Linked DNA regions of Mus musculus: all the other regions are linked to region 5. Evidence: chromatin contacts called from public capture Hi-C and promoter capture Hi-C data. All regions are on one chromosome and are shown on one strand. Each heading gives the region's core, a stretch centred on a gene start, on an enhancer-like site or on the middle of the called end of the contact. The rest is flanking DNA. Distances are from core to core; before and after follow the strand shown.

Evidence for each region. Promoter capture Hi-C pulls out the DNA fragments that hold promoters and counts their contacts. Capture Hi-C pulls out chosen DNA fragments and counts their contacts.
Region 1: a promoter capture Hi-C map of liver shows a contact between it and region 5, with 4 times the contacts expected there. The contact joins the promoter of Pigh here to the promoter of Actn1 in region 5. A contact is called at or near these places in 2 of 39 promoter capture datasets (hippocampal neurons and liver).
Region 2: a capture Hi-C map of macrophages shows a contact between it and region 5, with 7 times the contacts expected there. The contact joins the promoter of Rdh11 here to the promoter of Actn1 in region 5. A contact is called at or near these places in 3 of 39 promoter capture datasets (embryonic stem cells, hippocampal neurons and liver), 2 of 115 datasets of contacts at active chromatin or transcription factors (astrocytes and stem cell-derived neural progenitor cells) and 2 of 9 other capture datasets (liver and macrophages).
Region 3: a promoter capture Hi-C map of hippocampal neurons shows a contact between it and region 5, with 2.6 times the contacts expected there. The contact joins the promoter of Rdh12 here to the promoter of Actn1 in region 5. A contact is called at or near these places in 6 of 39 promoter capture datasets (the C10 cell line, HPC-7-derived erythroid cells, hippocampal neurons and 2 more) and 2 of 115 datasets of contacts at active chromatin or transcription factors (astrocytes and stem cell-derived neural progenitor cells).
Region 4: a promoter capture Hi-C map of liver shows a contact between it and region 5, with 2.6 times the contacts expected there. The contact joins the promoter of Vti1b here to the promoter of Actn1 in region 5. A contact is called at or near these places in 5 of 39 promoter capture datasets (hematopoietic stem and progenitor cells, hippocampal neurons, liver and 1 more) and 1 of 9 other capture datasets (liver).

What each region holds. Positions count from the first base shown.
Region 1 is chr12:79,087,776-79,091,152 of GRCm38.p6, forward strand. It overlaps Pigh (phosphatidylinositol glycan anchor biosynthesis, class H), which reads right to left and starts at 1,895. Exons shown (of 4, transcript NM_029988.2): 1 at 1,665-1,895. The coding sequence starts at 1,844. It overlaps 9230116L04Rik (RIKEN cDNA 9230116L04 gene), which reads right to left. Exons shown (of 3, transcript NR_110486.1): 3 at 930-2,210.
Region 2 is chr12:79,190,428-79,193,750 of GRCm38.p6, forward strand. It overlaps Rdh11 (retinol dehydrogenase 11), which reads right to left and starts at 1,428. Exons shown (of 7, transcript NM_021557.6): 1 at 1,299-1,428. The coding sequence starts at 1,363.
Region 3 is chr12:79,207,321-79,210,400 of GRCm38.p6, forward strand. Rdh12 (retinol dehydrogenase 12) reads left to right here and starts at 1,593. Exons shown (of 7, transcript NM_030017.4): 1 at 1,593-1,788. The coding sequence starts at 1,721.
Region 4 is chr12:79,170,896-79,173,957 of GRCm38.p6, forward strand. Vti1b (vesicle transport through interaction with t-SNAREs 1B) reads right to left here and starts at 1,563. Exons shown (of 6, transcript NM_016800.3): 1 at 1,325-1,563. The coding sequence starts at 1,439.
Region 5 is chr12:80,259,026-80,262,107 of GRCm38.p6, forward strand. It overlaps Actn1 (actinin, alpha 1), which reads right to left and starts at 1,338. Exons shown (of 21, transcript NM_134156.3): 1 at 962-1,338. The coding sequence starts at 1,066.

The sequences.
Region 1 (3,377 bases), core at 645-3,144, 1.2 Mb before region 5:
TAAAGTATTACTCTTTATGAACCCCCCCGGGGGGTTGAAATAAGAAATTCAGCAGATAACTGCACGGGTATCAGGAACATAGGCTGGCATTAACATTCAACTGGGCATGGTGATGTATCCCTTTAACAACAGCACTTGTGAGGCAGTGACAGGTGAATCTCTGAGTTACAGGCCAGCCTGGTTTATACAGTGAGTTCAAGAACAGCCAAGGCTACATGGTAAGACCCCAACACTCCCCATCCCCCCAAAAAAGAATAAAAATCCAATTATATTAAAAATTTTGGGGAAGGACTAGGTCAGTTTAATAACTTCAACTGACCTGTGAAGACACTTTTAAATATAAATTGGTAAAGATTAGGAGTCTTTTAAAAAATACTATTTGTGTTGTGTTTGAGGCAGGGTTTCACTGTGTAGCCTTGGTTTGTTCTGGAGCTGGTAATGTAGACTGATGTAGCCAGGCTGGCCTTGAATTCAGAGATGTTCCTTCCTCTGTTTCCCTAGTGCTGGGATTAAAGGTGTGCACCACCACACCAGCCCCTACTATTTATATTTATTTATTGTGCAGAGGTCAGAGGACAATTTTTTTGAATCCATTCTTCCCTCCCATCATGTGGGTTCTGGGGATTCGGCTTAGGTGGTCAGGTTTGGCATTAGGTGGTCAGGTTTGGCATTAGGTGGTCAGGTTTGGCAGTCGCTGCAGTCATCTGATGAGCCATTCATTCCCCAGACCCTCAGTGAGGGGACTTAACTTCATCTATGAAAATCTGTGCAAATTATGATGCTCTGCCACACACTTTGATAGCATAAATGTGATTGAACCAGGTATGATGACACACACCTTTGATCCTAACCCTAGGGAGGCAGAGGCAGGCTCCACATAGAGCCTTCCAGTCCAGACAAAGTAAGAATAATAATAATAGCAAAAGAATAGAAAAAAGCTAAGGGATGTTTTAATACAAACAATATGAAAATTGCAGAAATAAACAGTTCTGGTGTACTGGCTCTATTAAGATCACTCCTGGAATAATATATTCATTTTAGGGCTATACAGGGAGTTAAAACAGAACAGAACATCCTGAACAAAGGCCAATCGGATGACTCTTTTTGCTTGGGAACTGTCACAAAATAATAGCAGTTGACCTTCGCAATATTTTGAACCATTAATTTCAACTTAGAGATGTTAAAAATGAGGCTCGGGGGGAAAAAAGATTAGAAAGTCTGAAAACTGAGCATAGAAAACCCTCGTGTCTTAGACCTGGCAACACTTTAGAAAATGCACTTAAACTGGGGAAGGGTTGGGAGAGGGGATGGTAGTTGACCTGGCCTTGAGAAACAGATATTAGGTGGAGATTCTGTACTGCACAGTTGTGGAGGCAAAAACTTTTCTGTAATTCTGTCGCACGCCTGCTATCCGTTGGCTTTGGTACCCAGTAAGTGATGCGGGAGGATGCACTGAGTTCTCTGAGGAGGTTATGTTCCATGAATGAGCAGGGCAAGTAGGTCCACTGTGGTAGAACGTCCAGAAGCACAAACTTCTCGGGGAGGGAGGGCAGTCCTGCCGTGGAACGGCGACCCTGATCCAGGGAGTCCCCACCCTCCCGGACCCACGGGTCAGCCCCGAGACCTCTCCAAGCTGCCTGCGCCGGCCGAGCGCCCGCCTTTACCTCGCACAGGGTGAAGAGCCCGTAGGCCGCCAGCCACACCGCGCAGGTGACCGCGGTGAGCGAGCACAGCGACAGCCGAGCCGAGCTGAGGCCGAACTCGCGGCAGTACGGTGAGTAGTAGCGGCACCGCAGGGCTAGGCGGCCGCCGCAGATATCGGAGAAGCTCTTCTCGTCCTCCATGGCCGCACACACCTGAATGTCGCGCCGCTCTAGCCCACCCGGAGGCTCGAAGTCTCGTTGGCTCCCGACCATCCCGGAAGCGGCTGAGCCCTGCCTGTCCGCGCAGCCGTAGTCGCTCACTGAGAGCAGGGCTGGGACTTGCAGCAAGTTCTCCCAGTTTATCCTTAGCCCAAACTCCCCAGAACCGCGGCACCAGTTTTGGGCAGATTAAGATCTCTGTTCATTTGACTGACTCATTTATATTGTTACGCCAGAAAGACTCCCCCAAAATGGTCTGCAGGTGTAACCATTCATTCATTCATTCATTCATTTCCCTGCGAAGGGATTTTAGGTACTGAAGATTTCTGTCTCTACATAGCTTCTTTCCTAGTAGGAAAAAAAAAAAAAAATAGACGTAACTTAAGTAGTGTTATTGACAAAAATGTTCAGACTAGTAGAAGGTCTGGGCAGCTTTAAGTAAAGGTCTTAAAGGTCTTCGCCATTAAACCTACAAGGGCCACACTGTTCTGTGGGGAGTTGGGGTGGAGGTGGGGGTAGTCTCCAGAAAGAAGGACCAGGAAAAAACAAAGTTGGAGGCTGGAATGGGTTTCAGTCACAGGAATCAAAAAACTAGCAAGGCTAGGATGCATGGGAAGAGAAGGTAGGCTTTGAGTTGGGCAGATGGCTCAGCTGCTAAAGAGTATATTAATCCAAAAAAAAAAAAAAAACGAGAGGAGAAAGACCGCCACCCAAATCATCATGACCAAATTAATTAAAGCAAGCTTTAAAAATTCACATACACGGGCTGCCTCCTCCTGAGATGGGGTTCAGCTTTGGATGTGAAGGCAGGCTTTTATAGCTCAGGGATAGGAAGGTTTCCAAATGAGGGGTTTGTCTGTCAAAATATAGTTATAGGAGCAGCACACAAGCATAGCAAGTAAGTCCCTCTGGAACAGAGACACAAGGTTGCAAAGATGGGCCTAACAAGGTAGCTATATAACCCTTTGAAGCAAAGGTCAGGTTGCAAGATGACTATAAACAACTTTTTGAAACAAAGACGTGATTGCATTCTTGGAACAAGCAGTACAGAACCATTTGTAGTTAAGGTCACAGGTGGGGCATAGCTCAATCCTTGAAAAACAGGTTTACTCATAAACAAGAATGAACCTAGATTGTCTTCACTGTAAGATGACTTTCAAGCCTAATATGGAAGCAGGCTGGTTCTTCAAGTACTTATCACTAGGGAAAGGTAACTGGGGGAGCCACTAATAGATGCTGTTTGCCAACCATATATTTGCATGGATGGAGCACTACTGTGGCAGTGCACAGACAATCATACTTCTGATGATGTAATTATTTCCACTGTTTTGAATTTATTCTTAGAACTTGAGTCACTATAAATATGAATAATGGAGAAACAAATGTAATTGAATAATCCCACTGAGGACTCCACAGGCTCAGGCTGGGCTCTTCAAAGCTTTTCTGTGGAGCTCTTGCTTTAGGATTTGCTTACACTTGGATTTCGTAGTTCTAAGACTACTGTGTTATGAGCCT
Region 2 (3,323 bases), core at 178-2,677, 1.1 Mb before region 5:
ACAAACTAACTTGTGGTACCCAAAGGAACCTCTCTCTCCTCAGCGATCAAGGCCCCTGGCTCTGTGTCTCACGTCCCTTCAGACTGAACTTCAACACTGACAAATCCTGGGGACCAGGAATTGGCTCTTCCTCCTTCCTCTGTCATCATCGAAAACAAGAAATCAACTTTGAAAGCGCAGCTCTGGCCCCACTCTCCCATGCTGGCTCCAACGGGGATAGTAGAGTCCTTAGAGTGCTCGCTTCTAAGACACATTTCACTGGATGTAGCTCCGGTTCATGTTTTGTTGAGATTCTATATGGATATGAAGATCTTGTGGTAAAAAGAAACCCAAGTTTTTACCTGAGTACAAGGCCCATGTGTGCCTACTTATGGGAGCTGTAAGTATTCAGAGAGGAGAGGGGAAAAATGAAAGTAGCCACCAGAGAGAGAAGAAAAAGCAAAAAGAGTGGGAAGTAGGTCTTGGAAGAAAAAATGTTGGTCATGGTAAGAAATGACAGAAGGATGGCACAGCCTCAGCTCCAATAGGAACTATGGCCACGCCCAGAAAGAAGGTGGCGTTTATTACTGGTCCACCGTCACTCCTGGTGACTTACTCAGAACCAATCAGTGGACTGCCCCTTGTGGTAGCCTGCCGCTGATTCTCAGGTGATTACACACACCTCCAGGTTTGGGCTGACCTGACACTTAATTAAGAAACCATCCTTTGACCACGTGGTTCTTCTCCTGGCTCCTAGTAATCTAATTAGGGCAAACAAGCACGTGTTCCTACTCCGAAGGACAATGAATCTTCCCCTTCAGTTGTCACAAACACCTAAACAAGTGAATAACGGCAACAAGGAAGCATGCCCCAGATAACATTGGCATCGGGTTCAGAGAGCAAAAAGTGCAACCCTCCTGTAGTACCTCAAGGGCTGGAGACAAATAGTTAGACAAAGGCTGGTTCAAAGCTTGGGAGTGGAGAAAACAGTTAGAATCTAAAGCCCGCCATACTCAGCGGCTTCCCGAAGCTAGAGAGCAAATAGTGCTAGAGGAAATAAGGTAGGCCAGAAAGAGCAATACAGGATGATGGAGACCTGGAGCGCTTTTACGACCACCTGGGGTCTGACGTCTGGCCGTGCCCACATCCAGGGCACCAGGATCTCGCCTACAGTCCAGTAAACTCCAGATCTTTGCTACCTTAAAGGGCTTCTCAGTCCTTTCCTAGTCTTTCTTTACGGGGGCTAGGGAGAGGGCTTCAGTAGGGATTTTTTATCTTCTCTAAAAGACCTGGCAAGAAAAAGCAACATTCGCACAGACCTGATTTTTGGCGTGACCAAGTACAGGATGAAGGGAAGAGAGAGCAGAAGCAGGAATCCGAACATCTCAGCACCACCGAAGCGCAGTTGAAGTTGATGCTCTAAAGAGGACAGCGGGACTTATGGCTTCTGATCCTAGACACACCCCGGTTCAACTGCAACCGCCAGGGAGCAAAGCCCTCTGGGAAATGTAGTCCTGGATTTGGCGGCCGCCTGGCGGTGATACATTCAGAGTATACTTCCAAGCACTATGAAAAGTTGAATAACACAACCGTGGAGCAATGGTCTTCAGTGGTCCAGGGCCTAGGCCTGTGGGATCGTTGAGCCAGCCCTTCTACCACTCCTCTGGCCACTAATTGACTCTTTGGAAGTCTCGCGGGTTTGCTATCTCCTGGAGCCCAAGTCCAGTGTTTGGTTCAATTTTCCCCAATCATTATTAGGAAATTACATTTTGTCTGGGAGACAGCGTCTGGAAAGTATTCTGAGGTTAATTACAAAGGGCAGGAGCCGTTAGTCGGACAGTTGGTGTGGCGGAAGATGTCCTTCCTCAGAGATGACCTTTGCCCTATGGGGCAAAGCAAGTTAAGACCTCCTAGAGAGTCACGGTTGTGTGTACTTCGATCTATGATAGTATCCTTCATAATTTCCCAAGCCCTTGGTTGTTATTTGATAATAAAATAGTTTCTTGGATGACTATATCATGTATTACTCTTCAAGGAAACAATGCATTTCTCAGATTGGCACAGTTGGTTTTATCACTTTGTCAAAGAGTTTAATCCCGTCTTGAACTAAGGCCAGGAACATTTCTTTGGGAAAAGGCAAACTCCCTGTTCAAACTTTTCTTTCCTTTGAGGTGTACCTCATGGGGATAAACATGAGTTATCATGTTTAACAAGTTTTAAAAGTCATTGTCTGTGGTTTCCCACCTTCACTATTCAGTTTCTGGTTCATTTGCATAATTAATTTCCATTCATTGGAAGATACCTGTTCCACAGTCAAGTTGGAGCCATATACTGTATAGCACCTGGGAAGAAGACATATTCTTACAGATTTAGTATTGGATTATCTAGTAATCATCAGCATTTAACGCTTTCTTAGTGTCTAGTATGTAGAGAGCAGCTCACAGCTCAAAGAAAAAAGTCTTTTACGTATTCTGTTTCTTATTCATTTTATACATGTTTAACAGTATTTCTACAATAAACTGGTGTAGTCTCTGAGAGGTGACACAGACAGCTGTGAAGTACTGCTTCAGGAGTTGTCAAAGCTGCAGCTTTCTCCTTCCTGCTTCAACCTTCAGCCTTCTTGAGACAACTCTTTGGGGATCAGTGAGAAAGAAAAGAGAGAGGGGGTGGTGGGGAAGAATTATAAACACACACACATACATTCACACATGTGACAGATAGAGCAAGGCTCCAACCATTTTTCATACATACATACATACAGACAGACAGACAGACAGACAGATATATACTTACTTATATACATATACACATATACATATACATATACAGACAGACAGACATATATTTATATACACATTCACATACACATATACATATACATACAGGCAGGCCCACACCCAGATAACTTTCTAGTAGCATATTGATGACTTGCTCATAGCTGCCCCAGATGAAGAAACTTGCTGTTTGGCAACTTATGCCTTGCTCAGAGAGTTAGACCAGATGAGATATCAAATGTCTGTGAGGAAAGTGCAGCTCTGCCAAAATGATGTAACATACCTTGGGGAAAAACCAAGGCGGGGGGGGGGGGTGGACAGGCAACATCTGCTATCCCAGGCTAGCAAAGGAACGATTCTCAACATTTCAGTCCCCAAGACCTGGTATCAAATTTGTGAGTTCCTGCAGTCTCTGAGTACCAGGATTCACAGAGATTGCAAAGCCTTTCTACGAGGCCACTAGGGGGCAGGAGAGTGTCTTAAACTGGACTCCCCAAATGGACAAAGCTTTTCAGTCTCAAGGAATGAACTACTTGAAGCCCCAGCACTTGCCCTGCCAGACAGCTACAA
Region 3 (3,080 bases), core at 343-2,842, 1.1 Mb before region 5:
TCATTGGAAGATGAAAAGAGGGGGAAGCGGAGGAGTGGAAGAAGAGGAAGAGGCATTTACAGTTTTCACACTTGCTCTTATTCTGTAGGCTCTGTTCTTACAGAATGTTCTAGACCATGGTGACATCGGCCACAGCTGTGTGACTCCACTTGACAAACCACCACCAAAGGTCAAATCAGAGAGTAGCCCCTCATCTCTGTTTTACAAAGCTGCTGTCCCACTGCTGTGTCCTCCCCTGAGTCCACCTGACCTGAGAATCATCTGAGGTGAGTGGCCCGAGTGGCCATGTGGAGACTTGCAACTGATAATCACTCCCATTGGATAATCAAGTAAACTGAGGCAGCAGAAAGACTCAATAACTTGCCCAGGACCTTGAAGCTTGAAGGATGCTGAGCTGGGATTTGAGTCAGGAATTTGAGTCTAGCTCGAGAATACTTAAACACTCTACTCTTGCTTGACATGTCGTTGGGTGTGTCAACTTCACTGAAGTGTAATGTAAAGAACACACACAAAATGCCCAAATCAAAAGCGCCCAACTCAGTGATTGTTCACAGTAAGCACACCTGTGTACTAGCACGAAGATCAAAGACCAGCACATTGCCAGCCCCACAGGACCTTCAGCCACTCCCTATTTCTTCCATTTATTTATTTTTAACTTTTACTTATTTAATTGGTTATATATACATGAGAGTGCAGGAATGCACAGGCTTCAGCATGTGTGGAGGTCACAGTGTCACTTGGAGAGTTGGCTGTGGGACCTGGGAACCAAACTCAGGTCACTGTGCCTGTTTGCTATTGCTGATACCTGCTGAGCCACTTTCCCTGCCCTGTTAATTTACTTTGGGGTTTGTAGGGACATGCATATGGAGATTAGAGAACAAGTTTTCAAAAGTCAGGTCACTCCTTTTACTTTGTCTTCGAAGCAAGGTTTGTGCGTACCTACCTCTTGATCCTGCAGTTCCACTTCCTCGAGGCTACCTGGCCTTTGAGCTCCAGTTTCCATTTTGAAGTAGGACTACTGTGGTTACAGACGGCAGCCACTCTTCTGGCCTGAGCTGCCACATCTGACTTCTACATGGATCCTGGGGATTGGACACATACCAACAAGCTCACATGGAAAGTGCTTTGACCTACTTAGCCATCCTTCTTACTATCTCTCTTCCATTTTTAATCACACATATTTCAAGCATCATTAGGACTTGGAGGATTTTTTTTTTGTTTGTTCGCATGCTTGCTTTTTTCTTTGTTTTGTTTTTTTTGGTTTGGTTTTGTTTTGACACAGTTTATTATGTTGTTTAGGCCAGTCTTGAACTACAGACTCAAGTGATCATCTGCTTCAGCCTGCCAAATACGTTGATTATAAGACGTTGTCACTATGCCTGGCTTTTTTGAAGCCTGCTGATAATGTGTAACATATTCTATCTTGAAAATAGCGTGTTGAGGAGGAACTCCAGTATTGCCAAATTCTCACTGCCAATATAAGGTGAAGCCCTAATCTTTCCTTAAGCCCCACCCCTCTAGGACTACAACTCCCAGGAGGCTGTGCTCTGGCGGCTCTCGGATTTAAGTAAGATTCTGGGCATTGCTTAAGCCAGCCAGTTGCTGAGTGTCCCAGAGTGAGAGGAACCAAGAACCAACAGAAGCTGCCAGGAATTGGAGCCAGAGAAGGATCCTCGGGCTAGGTTGAGGGTGGGAAGCAGCAACTAAGAAAGTTGACAAGATGCTGTTTATCTTGGTACTGCTTACGTCCTTCCTCTCCATCTTGTATCTGACAGCTCCATCCATCAGGTTTGTTTTAATCCAGCAACTCAAAGATACTTTACGAAGATGGTTTTGACTTCTAAAAGAAGAAGGAGGGAAGGTGGCGGAGGCGAGATTAGTACATTAAAAACAGGAAAGGAGGGGTTCTGGATGCCTCTGCAGAAAACGAGAAGGAAGCACCTGGGTGGGAGGAGGTGGGGCTGATTTGAATTCGGATGCCGAGGAAGGAGGAAGGCGGAGTAGATGAGTCCTGTGGCACTTTCCTCTGATTCCTTTAGGTTTCTCTGACACTTTCCTTTTCTTTTCTGTCCCTAGATGAGGTGAGTGTCATGGGGACTTCATCGTTAAGGGACTCCTTGTCAAGTCTTAGGCACTCTGGAAAGGAAGCAAACTCTCTTCCCTTGATACTTCTCTCAAGAAGTGTTTTGGAAATGATTCACTGGGGATTTGTGGAGGTGCCAAGAAATGGCTATTCTATGTGGGGGCTTTAAATTTTGTTGATGATTAGAAAGGTTAGGAGCCAGGTGTGGTTGTACGTGCCTTTAATCCGAGCACTCAGGAAGCAGAAGCAGAAAGAACTCTGAATTAGAGGACAGACTGATCTACAGAGCGAGTTCCAGGGCAGCCAGGGCTATACAGAGAGACCCTGTCTTGAACCTTTGCCCCCTGACCTGACCCCACCCCCACCCCAAAGGAAGGTTAGATAGGCATACTGAGGACAGAGTGTCAAAGTGTCATACTTGGTCCCGGCCACCCTTAGAAATGACTTAAACATCTTTGGGCTTCAGAGGTTTTTTTTGTTTGCTTGTGTGTGTTTGTTTTTGTAATATAGAAGTAATACTGAAATGGCAGGGGAAATTAATATAAATGGCATATGGAAAGATAATATGTATGGAAAATGTGGAAAGATAGTGAGTGCAGAAACTATTTAGCATGGAGGTAGACTGGGTGCAGAAAGTGTTTAAACCTAGACAGAAAATGTATAGAAAATCAAGCCTGGGATAGACCTCATGAGTGTAGAAAAGTGTCTAGCCTAGTCTAAATATTGGGTGTAGAAAGTCTAGCCTAGGCTAGACAGTGCATGTAGAAAATATCAAGAAAAGACAGTGTATAGAAAGTGTCTAGCTCAGTGTCTGCCATCCAGTGATGTTCAGGAAGTATTCTAGACTCTCTGGTCTTGTTTTCAACAAGAAAGCTTTCTCTGTGTGCCAATGGCCTAAATAAAATCCATAATAAAGTGCCAGAAAGTCACTCAGGATGCTCTCTCTCTAAACAAAAAAGACAACTGAGAGGGAAGTAGTTAATGTGTCAACCCAGAT
Region 4 (3,062 bases), core at 313-2,812, 1.1 Mb before region 5:
AAAAACAAACACAAACCCAAAAAAACAAAAACAAGCAAGCAAAAAGAGCATCCTAAGAATAACTGTGTAGAGAGCTAATATTTCTAAATAAAACAACAAACACATATTAATAATAGCTGGTAGCTCTTACTGTTGCCAGACGGTGTTTTTAATAGCTTTACATATCTCATTTACTCCCCACAAAAACTCCATGAAGTCAGATGCTACGTTTTACTTTATAGTGGAAACTAGTTTGGTTAAAATAACTTGCAAAGTCACATAGCTAATAAAAGGTGTATGTAACTTAGATAATCTGACTCTAGAACTCTTTTCTTTCCTTCCTTCCTTTTTTTTTTTTTTTTTTTTTAATTTTTGATAGAGTCTCAAGATAGAAGAATCTAGCTGGTCTGGAACTCTGTGTTGCTGTGTAAAACCAGGCTGGCCTTGAACTCACTGAGATTCTGTTTCTACCTCCCAAGTGCTGGGATTAAAAGTGTTCACCACTGGCAATCTCTTGAATGGCAGAAAAATATTTTGTCATACACTGTTATCTTTAATGCACAGGTAGACATTCTCATCTCCAGCTCAAACGAGTATGCGCCTCTTATTTAAGTTCATTCATTCAACTGATCACGTGAGAAGACACGGCCCCTTCTCAATCTTCCTCCTCACATCCACCAGTCTCATAAATCTCGGCACCACCTGTTGGATTTAATGCTCACTCTCCAGATTCGCATGCTTACCCAGTCAACTGTCATAGAAGCTCCTAACACAGTCTCTTATAGCCATTCTCACATCCTCTATCCAGCTATCCGCCGCCTTGCTTCTAAAATGAAATCCACATTACTCCGCTGCTTATGTTCCTTAAGGATTTACCCTAGTACGTCAAAAAAGTCTAAATGTGAGACTTCCGGTTCCTCTCCAATGTAGCTGTCTTCCTCCCCTCACCTCCCGCCACTGTCTCACATATAAGCTAATCTCCATGGTTACAACTATTTTTAAAATTTCATTGCCTACCAAAATGCCAAACTCCTACATGCCCAACTCCAAATTAAGGGTTTTTTTTGTTTTTTGTTTTTGTTTTTTGTTTTGTCACAGGAGCACAGATTGAAGAATGCCCTATGCTACTGGGAGAGGAAGATAACTAAAGGCTCGCTAGGAGAGGACATCCTAATGTCTATCCCTTTGCACGCCCCCAGTCACCACAAGAGGCAGCACACCCTGGGCGTCCGGGGCCCGACAGCAGCAGGGGGCGTGCCCAAAGGGGAAGCGGGGAGCCCCGGGTCGGTGTTTGGGATCCTGCACCCTGCGGAGTCCTCCCGGCCTGGTCCCGCCCCCGCCTCACCTGTCCCCGCGGTCCCCAGCAGCCGCTCCGGCACCCCTTGTAAGTCTTCAAGGAGGCCGCGGAAGATCTCGTGCAGCTTCTCGAAATGCTCGGAGGAGGCGGCGGAGGCGGCCATGGCGCAGGTTGCGCGTGAGCTGCGGCCACCGGGCGCTGGGCCCACTCCCACCTCAGCAATCAGCTGCCCAGCCCCGAAGCCATCACTGCAGCCGCACCTCGGCCTCCCGGAATCAGGCGCTTCCGGGGTCCTCGGAGCCGGACGCCCTCCCCCTGCTTGTCACTGCACGGGCGCCGGGCGCCAAAGCCTGACAAGAAGCCGGGGCGGGGACGACACTCAGCTACTACAGGGGCGCGGTCTCGCGCCAAGACGAGCCGGTGGCTCCGACCTGGAGACAAACAGTGGGCACAGAGGAGGTACCAAAGGGAAGGGCCCGAGGGAGCCCGCGGGACTGGCGCCTCGGCCGCCTCATCCGGGCCCGCCGGTCCTGCAGTGCATACTGGGAATTGTAGTTAAGTGAGGGAGGACGGCCGTGCAGGGAGGGCCCGGAGTGCCAGCGGTGTTGCGCAGACTGGCTAGCACACGCCCCTCGCTGTCATCGCAGTTCCTTCTGCCACCTGACTTCATATCCCGTCTAAATGTTCAGTCTCAGCCCTAGATAGATGAGCAGAGGCCTGCCTACCCTCGGATGGTATAACTCTAATAAAAGTGGAGAGATTAAGTGGCCAGGGTCACATGTTTTCAGAACCGGAAAATGGGCAGTGTGATCCCAGAATACCCACAGCTTTTAGCGGCTGAACCAGTCCAGACCATTAGGCTGCCCCGGGTTCTCATTCACAACATGTTAAGAATAGACATTTTGATAAACCAAAGTTATATATTGATCAAAGTAATTTTGTCTCTGCCCTTGGGTAATGTATGATTTGGTGTGGAAGACAGACCCATCTTATCTGCCCTTATGTGAAATATATCAACAATTACGAAGTCCTTTCTGTCCTTCCATAGATATAAACCCCTGTGTATACTGTTGGCAGGGTTTCCAACAAAGGGCCCACTCACAAAAGTTTTCGTGGTGATTCAATATTTATACATGGAAATATATATATATATATATATATATATATATATATATATATATATATATATATATATATATAAAAGGGTGTTACCGAGGGGTACAACACTTATCTAGCATAAGCAAATCCTATAGTCCATCTTCTAAGGTGTGTGTGGGAGTGGGTTCCTGGTGATTTTTGTCTTTGAAGCCCTGGGTTTTACAAGCTTGAATCCACCAACCGTTAAATTCAATGAAAAAATAAAAACAAAACGCAGTGTGCAGGGATGACAAAGTCTGATGTTGTTAGCAGTGGTGCGAAGTCTTAATATTTTTCTTATAAAATTAAAAGGTAGTTCAAGAGTGTTGTTGTTCAATTTTAATCCTAGCACTTGGAAGACAGAGGCAGATGGATCACTGAGTTCGAGGCCAGCCTGGTCTACAGAGCACATTGCAGGACAGCCAGACCATATAGAGAAACCATGCCCAAAAAACATAAAATTAAAAAATTTATACTTGAATATGTATGAACACATGTGAGGGCAAGTGCCCTGCCTGTGGAGCCCAGAAGAGGGTGTTGGGTCTTTTGGAGCTGGAGTTACAGGTGGGCTGCCTGCCATGCTGTTAAGAGTTGTGTGTGATCCAAAGAACTGTGACATTTCTTCAACCCCAAGTCTTATCTTTCTGTC
Region 5 (3,082 bases), core at 88-2,587:
AGGGTTAATGTCTCCCCCTCCCCAAGCAAGAGAGGTTTCTGACCTCTTCCTGCCTATAGCCATTACGCTCCGGACCCATCGCCAATTTCTCAGCTCAGACGGGGCAGCATATCCCGAACCTTGCTGATGGCGACTAGGATACAGGGCCGTGGATCCTCGGAGAACAACCCCAAATATCTCCTGAGACTGTCTCTCCACCAGGAGCCCAACTAGAGCCAAGCTACTCAAACTCGCGTTTCGCCAGCAAAAGAACCGGGCAGAACACAGATGTGAGGGTTTGCAGCCACCAGTTCACTGAGTTAGCAATAAAACCGTTCACCGTCCTGACCCCGCCCCCACAAGGCCCTGAGGAGCCCGCGAACGACCCCCGATTCTCAGCTCCAGCCGCACTCCGGAACGTCCACTTCCAGGTAGATCCCGAGGAGGTCGCCAAACCCTCCGACACCGGCTCTGCCCACTGTCTGCAGACCCAGCTCGGGGCGCAGTAGTCGGGGCAGCTTGCCCCTATGGTACAGAGCCCCAGGGGCGGCCCAGGAAGCGTGCTGCCACCGCACGCCATATGGAGGCGCCAGGAAAAAGAAGGAAGGAGAAAATCGATCCCGAGTAAGCAGCCATGGAGCCTAAGTCTCAGCCCCAGCCTCTGGAGCATCGCCCCCGCGCCTTGCCCACGGGGAGACAGTTTCGGCTGCACCGGGGTGGCCCGGACCACCCGCTCTGAGGCGATTTGCCCTCCGGCGGCGCCACCTCCCCGCGCCGCGGCGAACTGTTCGCGGGCTCCAGGGCAGGGGTGCTCCGCTCTCCCGCCCGGTGCCTGTAACTCAATACCCCACCTCGCAGTGGCCGCGATGTCCCCGCCTCCGCTCTTGCGCGCCGGGAATTGGTTTCCAACCCGGAGCCCAGGAGTGCAGCGGCCAGAGCGGATCAGGGCTCAGGGCTGTAGCGGGTGGGGGTGGCTGCTAACCTTCCTCTGCTGCTTCTCCCAGGCCGGATCCAGGAGCAGGTCCCGATCCCAGTCCTCTTCAGGCTGCATGTAGTCGTTGGTCTGCTGGGAATCATAATGGTCCATGATGGTGCGTGCGTGCTAGGAGCTGGATTTCTTCCTCCACCTTCTCTCCAGGCGACGGCGGCTGCTGCCCGGGTGTGGGGAGGGTGTCGGCAGGGCTGGGCTGGGCTGGGCTGGGCCGGGCTGGGCTGGGCTGGGCTGGCGGGGCCGGGCTCGCTCCCCTGCGCCCGCTTCCGCCGCGGCTCTGTTCGCAGAGGCTGCTGCTGCCGGCGGCGGCTGGAGCTCGCGGACTGCCTTCCTGGGGCGCGCGCTCGGACCTAATCTCCACGCACACTGCTCTCAGTGAACACTCGCGCTGCGGGAGCAGAGGCGGGCGGGGGCGGGGAGAAGGGGCAGAGCCCTCCCGAGGTTCTCCATTGGCCAGGCCGAGTTGCCCAAACTTCCCCCCAGCGCCTCTCATTGGGAATTCCTGGCATCCGTCAGGCGGGTCTCTGTGCATATAGGTGGACTGGGCGGCCCCCTCCGGGCGCGCACGCCACCGCCCACTCCCTGGGTTCCCACTCCCCCGCAGCTCATGTGACACCACCTTAAGCTGAACCGGAGTGGAGCCTGGGGACGCCTCCCAGAGCTCGGGGACCAAATGGCACTGTGCTCCGGAGCCCGAGGAGTCGCTGAGGATTGGTCCCGTTCCCTGCCGGCGGGAAGGCCCAGAACTCCGGCGCACCGGTGTTCCTGCGGTCCCACGCAAGCTACAAACCCCAGCAGGGCGCGGGGAAACCCAAGGCATATTTCGTTTTCTCTTTCTCGGGGAAACTAGGTTGGGACAAGTCGGCACCCTGGAAAGGGGTTGGGAGGGCCCACAGTAGAAAGGAATTTCCTGATTCCACCACTGCTCCCGCCCCGCCCCTCGGGACCAGGCTGATCCCTGTCCTTCTAGAGCCAGATTTGTGGCTAGCTGGCATTTCTCAGCCCACTGAGTTTCCCGCCTCGCCAAGGATCCTTGGGTACTTCTCTAGGGTTCCGTGCACTGGCCCGCTGCGGACTTCTTGTGTGGCAGCTTGGCTGTCCGGCTTCCCAGGTTCCTTGGCAGGTATTCCCCGGTGGACTAACACAGCTGAAGCTACCTTCTGGAGACTAGTTTCCTCCTTCCCCACTTTTACAGCTTCCCTACCTACACTTTGCTGAAACTAGGAAGAGCCCTAAAATGGTCTACCTGTATCATAAACCTAGCAGATGCATACACCTAATAGATGGAGAAACTGAGACTCAAAGAGCAGAGCTAGACAAGAGACTTAACCAGCATGGACTCTACAGGCCCATTTTGTGTGTAACCTTGTGCCTGACAAAACCTTATTATCCTTGGAGGAGGAAGAAACAGCGCAAGACTAACTAAACTGCTTGGTGCTAGCGGTACTCCCTGGGCTCAGTAAAGGAGGGTGGAAATGTGTTGGTCCAGCACTGTTGCATTCTGGGAAGAAGCCGCCCGGATTCCTAGTGGTCTTTTGAGGGACTCTGAGTATGAAAATCAGTAACAAGGAAACCTGCAGTTGGTTTTGCATTCTGGTGTGGACAACAGATACATCCCTCTTGTACCAGTAGGGCTTAATTTATACAGGCATCCCTTAATACTCGGGACTCATTTCAGAACCACTGCAGATACCAGAATCTGCAAGAGCTTATGCCTCACATGTATAGAACAGCACAAAATTGATTGATATGTAACCTACTTACAGCCACTGTACACTTTAAATCATTCCCAAATAGAAAAGCCATGTGACTCGGGAACTGGAGAGATGGATCAGCGTTTAAGAGCACTGACTGCTCTTTCAGAGGAAAGGACCCGGGTTCAATTCCCAGCACCCACATGGCAGCTCAGTCCTATCTGTAACTCCAGTTCCAGGGCTTCTAATACTATCACACAGATGTGCATGCAGCCAAAAAGAAAAAGGGGGGGGGGGGAAACATAAAAGGAAAAGAAATGTCATGTGACTACTCACGCTGTTGAGAAAATCCTGACAGGAAAATGAAGTCTCCAGGGTCAGCAATCCCCAGCCCTCAGGATACTTTTAATCTGTGGTT